4 separate regions of the Mus musculus genome follow, and regions 1, 2 and 4 are each linked to region 3. Evidence: chromatin contacts called from public HiChIP or PLAC-seq data. All regions are on one chromosome and are shown on one strand. The core of a region is the stretch at or near the end of the contact, and the rest is flanking DNA. Distances in the headings are between cores, read along the strand shown.

Region 1 (3,025 bases), core at 523-3,022, 180 kb before region 3:
GATAAAATATATATAAGTGAGCCACGAATGGTGGTACACCTTGAAGTCCCAACAACTTGGGAGGCTATACTTGTGTCAACTAGTTCAACACCAGCTTGGATGATACAATGAAACTCCCAGGAACAAAATAGGTTCCAATACAATCATATTTATTTACAACAGTGCCTGGCTCATAGTTAACATTCTAGAAGCTCTTACTGGCAGGTCGCAGGGGTCTGGGGTAAAACCCTCCTCAGCCCAGGCTTTGTGCAGGACAAGAAGAAGTTAGATACACGTGTGAGAAAGACCGAGGACGTGGGTTCCTAGCCTTCCCTCTGCTCAGCCCCTTATGGAGATGGCATCTTCACAGGGACACAAGATGCTGAAACCATAGCACTGGGTCAGTGTCACAGCCTCAGAACGAGCCTGAGGAAGCTGGCATGACAGCTTGAGAACCTGAAGGGGTCAGCATTACTACATCAGAGATGAAGTCAGCTCTTCAGGATCCCTAAACCAAATTGTTCAGACTCCCAACATCAGTTCCACCCTGGGTATTTCTTCCCCTGTTCCTCCCCTGAGGAAAAAAAAAAAAGCCCCTTCTCTAGGAGGGAAGGGCTGACCTGCCATCCCCTGTAGACTCCAAGGAATGGAGCCAGCATTCGAGGCTGTGTTCCAATCTGAGTTGGCTAGTGACTGGCTGGGTGACCTTGGGCAAGTTTCTCAACGTCTCTGTGCCCCAGTTTCCTCAAAGTGAGAACAACTCCACAAGGGCTCCAGAACCTGCCCAGAGTTCTCTTAGCACCTGGCTGGGCCAAGGCAGATCTGTGAGAGTCCTGAAGACAGTTTTACGGTTCTTCTGTGCATGTCACATAGGGTGAACAGCACGGAGGCCCTACCCAAGGTTTCTACGAGAGAAGGGGGAGTCAGTGATTCGGCTCCTGACAGTTGGCAGATGACTAAGGAGGGATTTTCCGGTCATGAATCAGAGCCTGCTCAGTCCACGGTCAGTCCAAACCCATCCATCCTAACTCAGGAAGAGTTGTGAGGCCAAGAACACTCAAAGTCAGACTGAAAGACAGCTGTATGGGACTGAGAGGAGCCTCGGACCCTTCCCATCTTCTTGGGGGACCCTTAGACAGAGAGAGGGGAATTTTTTCTCGGGACACCACTCCACAAGTCACAGAGTAGGGGTTCCAGGAGCCTCTCTGCCTCTGTATCCCAATCTTGGCTCTGGAATAGCTGGAGGGAGGGGGAAGGGGGGAGGAGGGGCACAGAGCCCTTCCCTCAGTGACCCTGCCTCTTGTCCCACAGTCGGGGATCTGGAGAGGACTGGTGGGCTCTGGAGGCTGGAGCAAAGGGATACAGGGGTGTCATGTATAGGCCCTGCAGAGACGGGGGTCTTCTTCCTGGAGGGTGGGACAGGGAAACCCTACGGCAGGAGTGGGGCAGTGTGGGTCTCTGGGCTGGTGTGTCTCTTGAGGAAGAAAAGAGGTCAGAATAGAGACCCGGAGGGTCGCGGGCAGAGAGGCTCGGGGTGCGGGGCCCGGGGTGGCGGTGTGGGGGGCTGGCTGCTGGGGAGGGGGCGAGGTGTGAGGCCTGGGGCAGGCCGGGGCCTTACCTGCTCGAAGGCCCAGCTCTCGGCCACCCGCTTGGCGCTAAGGTCCAACAACGGCTCGGGGCGACTGCGACGGGCCCCGGTCCCGGGCTCGTCCCCCGCGGGGCAGCCCCGGCTGCGCTTGGCCGCCGGGGGCTCCATCCGGCCGAGCCGGCCGGACGACGCGGCCCCTTTAAGACTCTTCACAACAATGAAGCCGTCTTAGCAGCCGCTGCCTCCTCAGACGAGGCCCCGCCCCCACCGCCCTATTTCTCCCTTTCTATTGGCTGTCCTCAAAGACCCGCCTCCAAGATGCCGCTGTTCATTCGACAATCTCCACGTCCGTCTTTTCTGTGCCATCCAATAAGAGGTCGCAAGAAGAGTCGCTGTCCATCACGGGGCGGTATGAGCCAATCAAAATGAGGGAACCCCACGGCTTGGCCTTGTGAGGAGTTTCGGGGAGGTCTCACGTTCATTCACAACATTCCTTCTCCGCCCCTTTGGGCCGGCCCTCTAGCCTGGCGGCTGGGGCTGCGCCTACACACGGCTTTGTTTACGGAGGGTCGCTTCCGGCCGCCTCCCGGCCGGGGTTGACTCTCTCTGAGCTGTAATGACCCTAGAAACTCAATAACCTCTCTGGGCCACTGGTACAGTTTGGATGCTCTAAGAGCCGACCCGGGCCAGCACAGTCCTTCCTAGCAATGCGCTCGCTGTGGGCTGTTAACTTTACGAGTTCCTCTTGAGCTGCGAGCTAAGACACCCCAATCCTTTCTACGTCTGTGGAATGAACATGAAATTGCCCATTTCGACCCATGAGAGTGTTAGTTTCATTAGATTGGACTTAATGCATGTCAAATCCCCCACTTCGAATCGTTTTTTCCCCCTGACTCAGCTTATATTTTCCACAGTGCGGAAGCCACTCACCATCTTCGTCATTTTTCCACACCCCACCCCCATGACCTAAGAGAACCTTGCGTTTTCCTACCGTCGCGGCCTCTCCAGCATCATTTATTCATCTAGTCCAGGATTAGATGGCCCACCACCCTGCACTACCTCTGAACCCCCCCCCCCCTTCTCTCATTATGTAACCCTGGTTAGTCTGATTGGAGATCCTCTTGCCTCATCCTTTAGAGCTCTTTGAGATACCAGGGTAGGGGGGTTGTTAAATGTCTCTCTGAACTCTGAGCTCCAAGGATCAAGTGTACGTCCATGGGGAGACAAGTCAGCACGTGGAACAGCGCCCAGCGTACAGTAGCAGTTCAGACTAAAACCTGCCAACATAGCTGTGATCCCATTTAGTGTTTAGGATCCTCAAAGCAGGAAAAACCCAACCTGGTCCACAGAAGCCGACTAGCCCACTGGTTGCTTTTGGACAGACCCCTCCCCACCGTGGCAACTAACAGTCACTCATAAGTAGCCTGTGAACCCTTGAAACAGGGCTGCTCAAGTGGG
Region 2 (2,982 bases), core at 461-2,960, 160 kb before region 3:
TGGTACACATATGCACAGCAGGTATACACAAAATATGATTTGAAAAATCAAAACAAAACTAATATTTACACTTCTGTGGTTGAAGTAGTTTCTTCATTTGAGTTTTGGGGACTAAATCCTGGATTTTGTGTATTCTAAGCTAAGTATGTACTCTTTTAAAGTATTTATTTTTATTTTTAAAGATTTATTTATGTATTTTATGCATATGAATACATCACCGTTGCTGTCTTCAGACACACCAGAAGAAGGCATCAGATCCCATTACAGACGGGTTGTGAGCCACCATGTGGTTGCTGGGAATTGAACTCAGGATTTTTGAAAGAGCAGTCAATGCTCTTTACCACTGAGCCATCTCTCCAGCCCTAGTGTTTATTTTTAATTATGTACATGTGTGTCTCTATGCATGTAAGGGCATGTGCTCGTGGAGGCCAGAAGAGGGTGCTGCAGGTAGTTACTGTGGGTGCTGAGAACTTAATAGGTCTTTGCAAGAGGGGTCCATACTTTTAAGCTGCTGAGCCAGCCCTAGCTAAGCAAGTACTCTTGCCACTGAACTACACCCCCAGCTCCAGTTGCTTTGCCTTGCATCCCATAACATGTCCCATGCCCTAACAATTGAAGGTGCCTCCTCACCTAACGCTGTACCATAGCCAGCAGTGGCCAGAGCACCCGTGTTACAGTGGGTCAGCACGGTCACCTTGCCACCCCTGGGGTTGGTCTGCTCTAGGAGATGGCGGGCTCCCAAGTCCCCGATGCTCCGGTTGTCTTTGAGGTCCTTCTCCAACATATCCTCGGCGAAGCGGATCACTCTGGGGACAGAAGAAGCTCTTAGCACTGTTGGAAGGGAGCTGGCTAACTTTGAAGGGGCCGCCCTTTAAAGGTGAGGTGGGGTTCTGAGAGCCTGAGGACACTTCCACTCTGATCACTAATATAAGTGAGCCAGGAGCTGGGGCTGACGCACAGCAGTAAACAGGAGGAAACCCTTTACCTCTGTGATGATGACGTCATGGTGGGAGAGGCAGTTGATGAACAGGAAGGGGCAGAATCAGGGACAAGGTGTTTTTACAGAAGGGGAGGGGAAGGAGCAGGAACCTGGAGATGAAGTTCTAACTCCAGTGCTTTAATGCTCTAGACTCTAGTCTCAGCCACAGGCAGGAGCCGTACCGGTGCAACAGAAAAGCAGTAAGAACCAAGTGGCTGGACCGGAAGTGGGATGGGAAAGAAAATGGTAGAGAGGAAAGCTGGGCAGAGCACACAAGACTGGTCCAGGATCCCGTACCTTTCCCGCACGGTCTCTTCAGTGGCACCCTCTCGTTCCGCCTCCTGGGCTGCCACTTGACCCAGATCGCGGGCGGCGCGGGCCATGTTGACAGCGGTGGGCCGGGCGGCGACTAAGAGGCGCAGCTGGTCTCGCACGAAGGCCACCAGAGCAGCGAGTCCGGGACCGCCGGCGCCGGCCCGCAGCTCCACGGCCAGGCTGAGGCAGCCGACCAGCGCGATGGCCGGGGCTCCGCGCACCTTCATGGCGCGGATGGCTTCACTAGCCTGCTGCACGGAGCTCAGTGCCTCATAGTGGCAGTGCTCTGGCAGCTGCAGCTGGTCGAGGATCTGCAGCGAGCCGGGCGAGTAGCGGATCGCTTCCAGTGTCATGTTGCCTACCCTGCAGGGCCACGAGGAATCCTGCACAGGCTGCGGGGCGGAGTTGCGTCCTGCCGCGTGCGCATGCGCACGCGCTCCTAGGTTATCGGGCGATTAGCGTCTTCCAGAGTGGCTGTAACTTCTCCCAAGGCCGAGTTCTAGCTCCAAGATGCTTGGTGATGGGGCTATTTTTTTGCCGGAAATCGTCCATCCGTTACTGAAGCGATGACTTGGAACTCTCAGCTCTGCCTATCCACGGCTCACAGACACCCAGCGCTTAATCAGCGTGTCAAACGACCTTCCGTGGGACTACTTTTGTCTCCATTTTTTTAAAAAAAAGCAAGCACCATGAGGGACGTTTATTCTCAGGGCCTGAAGAGATTGCTCAATGGTTAGGCGTGCATTCTGCTCTTGTAGAGGACCAAAGGCTTCACGACTGCCGCTAGTTTTAAAGGATTCAAGGCCCTCTTTCAAACCTCAGTGAGACAACATACTCACAACATGCAAACACACAAAAATAAACCTCAGATTTTAATTCCAGCATTCAGGAGGTAGAGATATATTTGTGAATCTGGCTCCACAATAGTTACAGAACGAGTTCCAGGACAGCCAGGGATACATGAGAAACCCTATTTTAAAGCTGGACCACACCTTGTCTCTATTGCTGGGGTGCCAGGATGACGGTTGTCTGCCCACTATGCCTGGCTGGATTAGGGTGTTTTTGAGGTTGTTTCACAAACATCCCTACTGGCTGGCCACTATGAGTGACCCACACCAGCCCATGACATGGAGTTTGGATGTTCTTCCTGCCTGCCGTTAGCTTTATTTCTCTGGCTCCAGCAGCCTGGCCCTCTTTCAACCTTCCTTATGTAGTCCTTGACACCTCATAAGGGGACGTCACCCCAGGCCGTGGCCAATCTTGGTCAGTATCTCAAACCCTTCATCGGGCTTTGTGGGGCCACACTGCCGTCACAACGATGCAGCAGCATCTGCTTAGTTGGCTGGAAGTGAGGGCAGGGCAGCTACTAGATGAGTTTAGAAACAAGGCAGGGACAAAGAACAGCACTTTAATGCTCAGGTATCAGGGTTACATCAAGGCACAGGCATTCTCACCAAAACCAAATAAATAATAATCTGTATAGGAAGGTAGGTCTGTATCTGGGCTGGCAGCAATGTGCCAGTCCCTAAGGTCTGGACGCGTCATGGCTTCTGGTCCTGGAATTCTGACTCCCTTACTCGCTCTCTGAGTCAGAGTAGTCAGCCACCAGGGAGGCATTGGGGGTGTTGGGGTTCAGCAGGTCCTCCTGGGAGGAACCTAGGGGGAAGGCCTGATCACTACAGTTTCTC
Region 3 (2,733 bases), core at 66-2,565:
CTCACACGGGGGCTGCCACCAGGATCTCCTATACATTAGCTTGGATTGGCCCCCTGGGACCCACAGCCTTCCTAGAAGTGCCCCAAACCATTCTTCTAGCTCATAAAAACTGTCTTCTGCTCAACAGACCCACATTTGTTCAGCGTCGGCCACCCGCACCAAGTCTCCAGACCAAACCCTCTGGTCTTTTAAGTTTCTTCCTTCCTGTTGGGCACGCCTCGTTCTAGGCAGCGACGCGGACCTCGGGTGGCAAGCAAGGTCCCTTGTGCCGGAGGACTCTGTCCCGACTTCCCCCTGCGCGCCTGGCCGCGCCTGCTCTCGCGCTGGTGATTGGTTGCGCGTGTCGCCGGGTGGGTCTTGCTCTAGGGCGCAGGGCCGCGATCTAGCCCCGGCTCCCGGCCGGGCAGCTCCCTCCTCGCACCCCGCACCTCTTCTTTCAGCGGAGCTGGGGGGAAGGGAGGGAGGCACCCGGGGGTGGGATGCTGCCAGGCTCTGCCGCAGCCCGAACCTCTGCCGAGCGGCGCGCACCGCCCTCCCTCGCTCGTTCGCTCGCTCTCTCGCCTCCTTCCCCCCGTGGGGAATTTTCAAGACTGCGCTGCTGCAATTTCCCCCCGGCCGAGGCTGCGCCGCGCCTGGCTGCGCGCACACACGCTTCCGCGCGCAGAGGAGCCGGCGGCTGCTGAATCAGGAGGAAAACAGATCGGCTTTTTTTCAAAGCCGGGGACCAGCGGCTCCCTGAAGCCTCCGAGCCCCGCCGCGCCCCTGCGCCCCGCTCCTCCGCCCTCTGCTCTCCAGTCGGGTTGAATTTGGGGGAGGGGCTGCAGCGTTTTCAGGAATTTTCTATTCTTTCCAGGTCTAGGAAAGTCAGCAAAACAGACGGACAAATCCTTCGCTGCCACCCTCTTCCTATAGCAAAGACCTGGTTTTGTTTTTTTGTTATTTAATTCTTTTCTTTTTATTTTATTTTATTTTTTTACTAATGGGCCGAGCCCACGCCTTTAGCAAGATGCCAAGCTGACCCGGACCTCGGAGGAATTTGAAGCCAGTCTCTGCGTCCAAGGGAGGGGGGACGTCCTTCGTTTAGACTTCGCGTTTTAAAGGGGGTGTGCATTGGAGCGTTGCTTTAAAAAAAAAAAAAGCTGATCTTTTTACACTATTTTTTTTAACTGATTTTTTTTTAACTGAAAAAAATTTTTTTTCTTCTTCTCCGGAGTGGGTGGCCGGGGATCGCCTGGATCGCGTCCCCGGTTATTTTTGCCGCGCCCCTCCCCCGCGCCCCGCCCCCGCGCCCTCCCCCGCACCCCTCCTCCCGCCCGGGGTCACCGCCTCTGCCGGCATGTCCCGAGCCGCGCTCCCCGGCTCGGCCGGGCCGTCCCGCTCGTGAGCCCCCCGAGCTGAGGCCGGGCGCCGCCGCCCGATGGGCTGGGCCGTGGAGCGTCTCCGCAGTCGCAGGTGCAGCCGCCGTCCCCACAGCCCGGCCAGCCTGAGCAGCGGCGGCGGTGGTGGTGGTGGTGGTGGCGGTGGCCGTGGCTTCCGCAGCGCTCGCCGCAGCAACAGCAGCCGCCGCGTAACCCGAGGCCCTTTGCTCTTTGCAGAATGGCCCGCTTTGGAGACGAGATGCCGGGCCGCTACGGCGCAGGCGGAGGAGGCTCAGGGCCGGCCGCCGGGGTGGTCGTGGGCGCCGCGGGCGGCCGAGGAGCCGGGGGCAGCCGGCAGGGCGGGCAGCCCGGAGCGCAGAGGATGTACAAGCAGTCGATGGCGCAGAGAGCGCGGACCATGGCCCTCTACAACCCCATCCCTGTCCGCCAGAACTGCCTCACGGTCAACCGCTCCCTGTTCCTCTTCAGTGAAGACAACGTGGTGAGAAAATACGCCAAAAAGATCACTGAATGGCCATATCCTTTTGCCCCAGCCCGAGCGGCTGCGCCTCCCCTCCTCCTCTTCTTCCTCCTCTTCTTCTTCCTCCTCCTCCTCCTTTTCCTCCTCCTCTTTTTTCCTCTGCGGGGCTGGGAAAGAGACCTGGGGGCTGATGGGAGCTGGGGGGCTTCTCGGCGGATAGGGGCTGGAGATGGGGGCCCGGTAGCTGAGGGAGGCAGCCTCCAGGCCTGCTGGGCTGCCGCTGCAGAGTGAGCCTGCGAGTAGTTAGGAGGCTTGGGACTGGGGGAGTGAGTGGTTCCTTGTGAAGACCGAAGGTCTGGATCCTGGGTCGGGTCGCGCGGGGACACTGATGGGGGCTCTTCTGATGGGGTCTGACTTCTGATGGAGCCCTAGCTGGGCCAGTGCTTGGACGATTTGGGTTACAGGGTAAGAGAACCCATACATGTCTCCCTCAAATCCTTCGGAATAGTACCCCGATCTCTCAACCCTGGCCTTCCACCCAAGGTGGGATCCTCAGGCCTAGGGTATAGGATACCATGTGGCCTGGCCGTAGAGAAGCCATCCCTCAGTTAGTGGCTCTGGGTGGGCCACCAGCTGCATCTGGGGACTGGTTTTTTTTTTTTTAGTGGTTTGAGGGACACATCATCAGAAGCCCTGTGTGCAACTTCCATTCTCTCCTGTCACAGATCAGAACCCCTTCAGCGTTATTTTTTGGGGTGTAAAGAAACATAATGCCATCCATCTGGTGAGGCCCATGGCCTGGGAAGATTTGAGGTGTGTTGTTTCAGTATGAGGGAAGGCTGAAGGAAGGAAAAGAAGTGGGGACCCTTTGGAGGGCTTTTTGTGGGCTTGGGT
Region 4 (2,780 bases), core at 145-2,644, 140 kb after region 3:
TCTCCATCTACTTCATCGTCCTCACCCTCTTCGGGAACTGTATCCTTCGTGGGCACCAGGGACAGACTGGGTGTGGGTGGAGCAGGCGGGACCCAAATGCCCAGGCTCCACCAGCCCCACCAGGCCGTGAGCTTCCTTCCATCAGCTGCTTTCCCTGACTCGACATACAGACACCCTGCTGAACGTGTTCTTGGCCATCGCAGTGGACAACCTGGCCAATGCCCAGGAGCTCACCAAGGTGGAGGGCACAGTAACCACCTGCTCATGGCAGATCATGACAGCAGGGTTTGGAGGGATGTGGGGGCTGGGTCAGGGCTCTTGCTGGGGATGGGAGCACTGGGCACCTCTCCTGGAGCCATGCCATCCCTGATCAAGATAGTTTGTAGCCCAGAAGGGGAAGGGGACAGTAAGGTGGCTTCTGAGGACAGATATTGAGCCTGCACCCAAAGGCTTGAGGAATAAGGACTTTCAGGATAATGGGCACTGCTGCCAGCCAAAGGATGGGGCAAGGAGTGACTTGGTAGGGCCTCTGGCAGAGCTGGAGCTAGCAAGGCTCAGACACAGTGACAAGGGTTGCCCCTTCCCCCAAATCACCCTCCTTCTGACTTCCACAGGGAGCATGCCAGGGGACAGTTGATAGGAGGTTCGAGACAAGGTGCACAGGTTACCTGGCTGGGAAGACAGGGTGGGTCTGCAGGCTTATGTTTCCACCTGTGACCCTGTGCTGAGGAACTAGCCAGATGGAATGCCCTCAGGCTGGCCTTCCAAGGGACAACAGTACAGAGCTGTGGTCCAGGTGCCAGGCTCCACTCCAGTCCTCCTTCGGAGAAGGGGAAACTGAGGGTCAGAAAGAAAAGATCCATGGTCGCAGATGGTATGGCCACTACTTAAAGCATCATGCAGCCAGCGTGGTGGTGTGTGACTGAGCACAGAACTGAGGTAGGAGGATTGAAAGTTTAAGACGCGTGCCACATAAAGAACCTGTGTTCCCTCAAAAAAAAAAAAAAAAAGATATGCATGTGTGTGTGTGTGTGTGTGTGTGTGTGTGTGTGTGTGTGTATACACACACACACACACACACACCACATGTGGGAAAGCCAAGGCCAGGGAAGGTAGATGCCAGTGCCATACACCAGGAACTGCAAGAGCAAAGATGGAGCCCTACAAAGGGCAGAGAAGAGCTGGGGCAGGAACTCGGGAAGAAAAGTCACCGGGTGAGATGAAGCCCAGGTTTCATTCCTACTCAGTGACGCTGAATTATCTGGGGACAAGCTGGCATCACGTGCCCCTCAAGGCATCCTCCGGCATCCTAAGTGTCCTCAGGTCCATGCCAGTCAGGCCTGGGGGAGGAAACCCTGCTTTCTGCAAAGCAGCTCACGCCCCCTGGTGGCTGTGAACAGAGCAGCCAGATTATGGGCTGCGCAGAAAACCCTGGACAAGGTGGTGATGAGTGGGGCCCATGTGCCAGAGCTGGGCTCATCGGCCTTGGAGGAGAAAACATAGAGAAACCGCAGTTTGTGCAGTCTTGAGGTGTCAGGGACAGAGACCATCTTTCCTGCAGCCACGGCTGGCTCTGCAGAATTAACACACAATGCTTGCAGGCAGAGTCTTCCTCCCAGCCCCGGAGCCCCTCCCCAGTGCCTCAGAACCCAGGACTGCAAGGCTACAGGGGTAGGGGCTGCCAAGCTTCCATCTGTTTGCCCTGGCAGGAGGGAGGGAGAATTTCCCAGCCCCACCTCCGGCAGGGAAAAGCGGAAGTCTCCCACCCCAGGCACAAAGCCAAGAGTTCAGCCACCATGAAGCTGGCTGGCATGTGTCACCACAGTCCGATCCAGCCATGAGCTCATCCAAGACACAGGAGGCTGGCATGGGAAGACAGGCCAGCTACACTCCAAAGTGAAGGCAGCCATCCCCCTGCAGACCCCCGTCTTCCCCTTCATCCACTGTACATGTGGCTCACACCATTGTAATCCCCAAGCAAAGGAAGGGACTTGTTTGAGCTACATTTTACAGATACCATGCCTCATCCGTAATCATGGATTGACTACCAACAGTGAGCACAGGCTCGAAGCCAGGGAGAGTACGGTGAGCAAGACAGACAGACAGACAACAGTCCCTGCCCTGGGAGGACAGGATTCAGGTTGTAGAGGCAGGCCAGAAATCAGATGCATTTTTAAAAGCACTGTTTGTTAGTGCTGAAGGGAATAGTGCAGTGGGTTGAGTCAGGGAGTCCTGGAAGCTTGGTCATGAAGAAGAGACACAGAGAAATGGAGAGATTTTACTGAGGGTCACACAGCAATAAGTGGTTATGGCTGGGATTTTCACCCTGGCTGAATCTGAACCTTGTGGTTTTCTCCACTGCACACGAGACAATTAAACCTGAATGTGCTTCACACCCACCCAGCTGCCGGCTGAAAGTGTAGATCCCGAAGGCAGCCCTGGGTCTGCAGGTGCTGCCGGGGCCGGGAAACATTCGTTTTCAGTGTGGCTGAGACCAATGTTCCAACCACCTGGGTCTAAAAGATGCTGGACACGGTGCCTGACATCAGGGAACCCTGTCTCCTGTCACTGACAGTGATTAAGGTGCAGGTTACTTCTGTTCCAGGGGAGCTTAGAAAGTGGGGGCAGTCCCCATAGCTTCTCTTATTGGTGGGTTTGGTTTTATCTCTTTCCTCCTTGTTTTTTCTTTGTCTTTCCATTGATGGGTTTTTCTTTTCTTTCTCTCTCCCTCTCTCTCTCTCTCTCTCTCTCTCTCTCTCTTCCTTTCTTTCAATTTTTTT

Evidence for each region. HiChIP or PLAC-seq counts read pairs in DNA pulled down with a chosen protein or histone mark.
Region 1: a contact with region 3 is called in an H3K4me3 HiChIP or PLAC-seq map of embryonic stem cells, with 15 read pairs. The contact joins the promoter of Zswim4 here to the promoter of Cacna1a in region 3. A contact is called at or near these places in 2 of 115 datasets of contacts at active chromatin or transcription factors (embryonic stem cells and forebrain) and 2 of 9 other capture datasets (embryonic stem cells and macrophages).
Region 2: an H3K4me3 HiChIP or PLAC-seq map of embryonic stem cells shows a contact between it and region 3, with 23 read pairs. The contact joins the promoter of Mri1 here to the promoter of Cacna1a in region 3. A contact is called at or near these places in 2 of 115 datasets of contacts at active chromatin or transcription factors (both in embryonic stem cells) and 2 of 9 other capture datasets (macrophages and pancreatic islet).
Region 4: an H3K4me3 HiChIP or PLAC-seq map of forebrain shows a contact between it and region 3, with 3 times the contacts expected there. The contact joins the enhancer-like site here to the promoter of Cacna1a in region 3. A contact is called at or near these places in 10 of 484 Hi-C or Micro-C datasets (brain, cerebellar granule neurons, cerebellum and 5 more), 20 of 115 datasets of contacts at active chromatin or transcription factors (SST interneurons, VIP interneurons, bone marrow-derived macrophages and 10 more) and 4 of 9 other capture datasets (adipose tissue, embryonic stem cells, liver and 1 more).

Annotation. Positions count from the first base shown.
Region 1 is chr8:84,235,270-84,238,294 of GRCm38.p6, forward strand. It overlaps Zswim4 (zinc finger SWIM-type containing 4), which reads right to left and starts at 1,773. Exons shown (of 14, transcript NM_172503.3): 1 at 1,598-1,773. The coding sequence starts at 1,735.
Region 2 is chr8:84,255,614-84,258,595 of GRCm38.p6, forward strand. Mri1 (methylthioribose-1-phosphate isomerase 1) reads right to left here and starts at 1,711. Exons shown (of 5, transcript NM_026423.4): 1 at 1,277-1,711; 2 at 631-806. The coding sequence starts at 1,647. It overlaps Ccdc130 (coiled-coil domain containing 130), which reads right to left. Exons shown (of 10, transcript NM_026350.3): 10 at 2,154-2,982. The coding sequence ends at 2,868.
Region 3 is chr8:84,414,049-84,416,781 of GRCm38.p6, forward strand. It overlaps Cacna1a (calcium channel, voltage-dependent, P/Q type, alpha 1A subunit), which reads left to right and starts at 1,316. Exons shown (of 47, transcript NM_007578.3): 1 at 1,316-1,895. The coding sequence starts at 1,597.
Region 4 is chr8:84,553,092-84,555,871 of GRCm38.p6, forward strand. Cacna1a (calcium channel, voltage-dependent, P/Q type, alpha 1A subunit) reads left to right here. Exons shown (of 47, transcript NM_007578.3): 16 at 1-39; 17 at 171-238. Among named protein-coding and RNA genes, the nearest start is that of Gm32854, 34 kb to the right of the region's middle. Within about 2 kb of position 1,395, at least 48 of the 459 cell types and tissues checked have an H3K27ac peak or open chromatin away from gene starts, as enhancers often do. A contact at or near this core is called in SST interneurons, VIP interneurons, bone marrow-derived macrophages and 8 more, where this site is marked.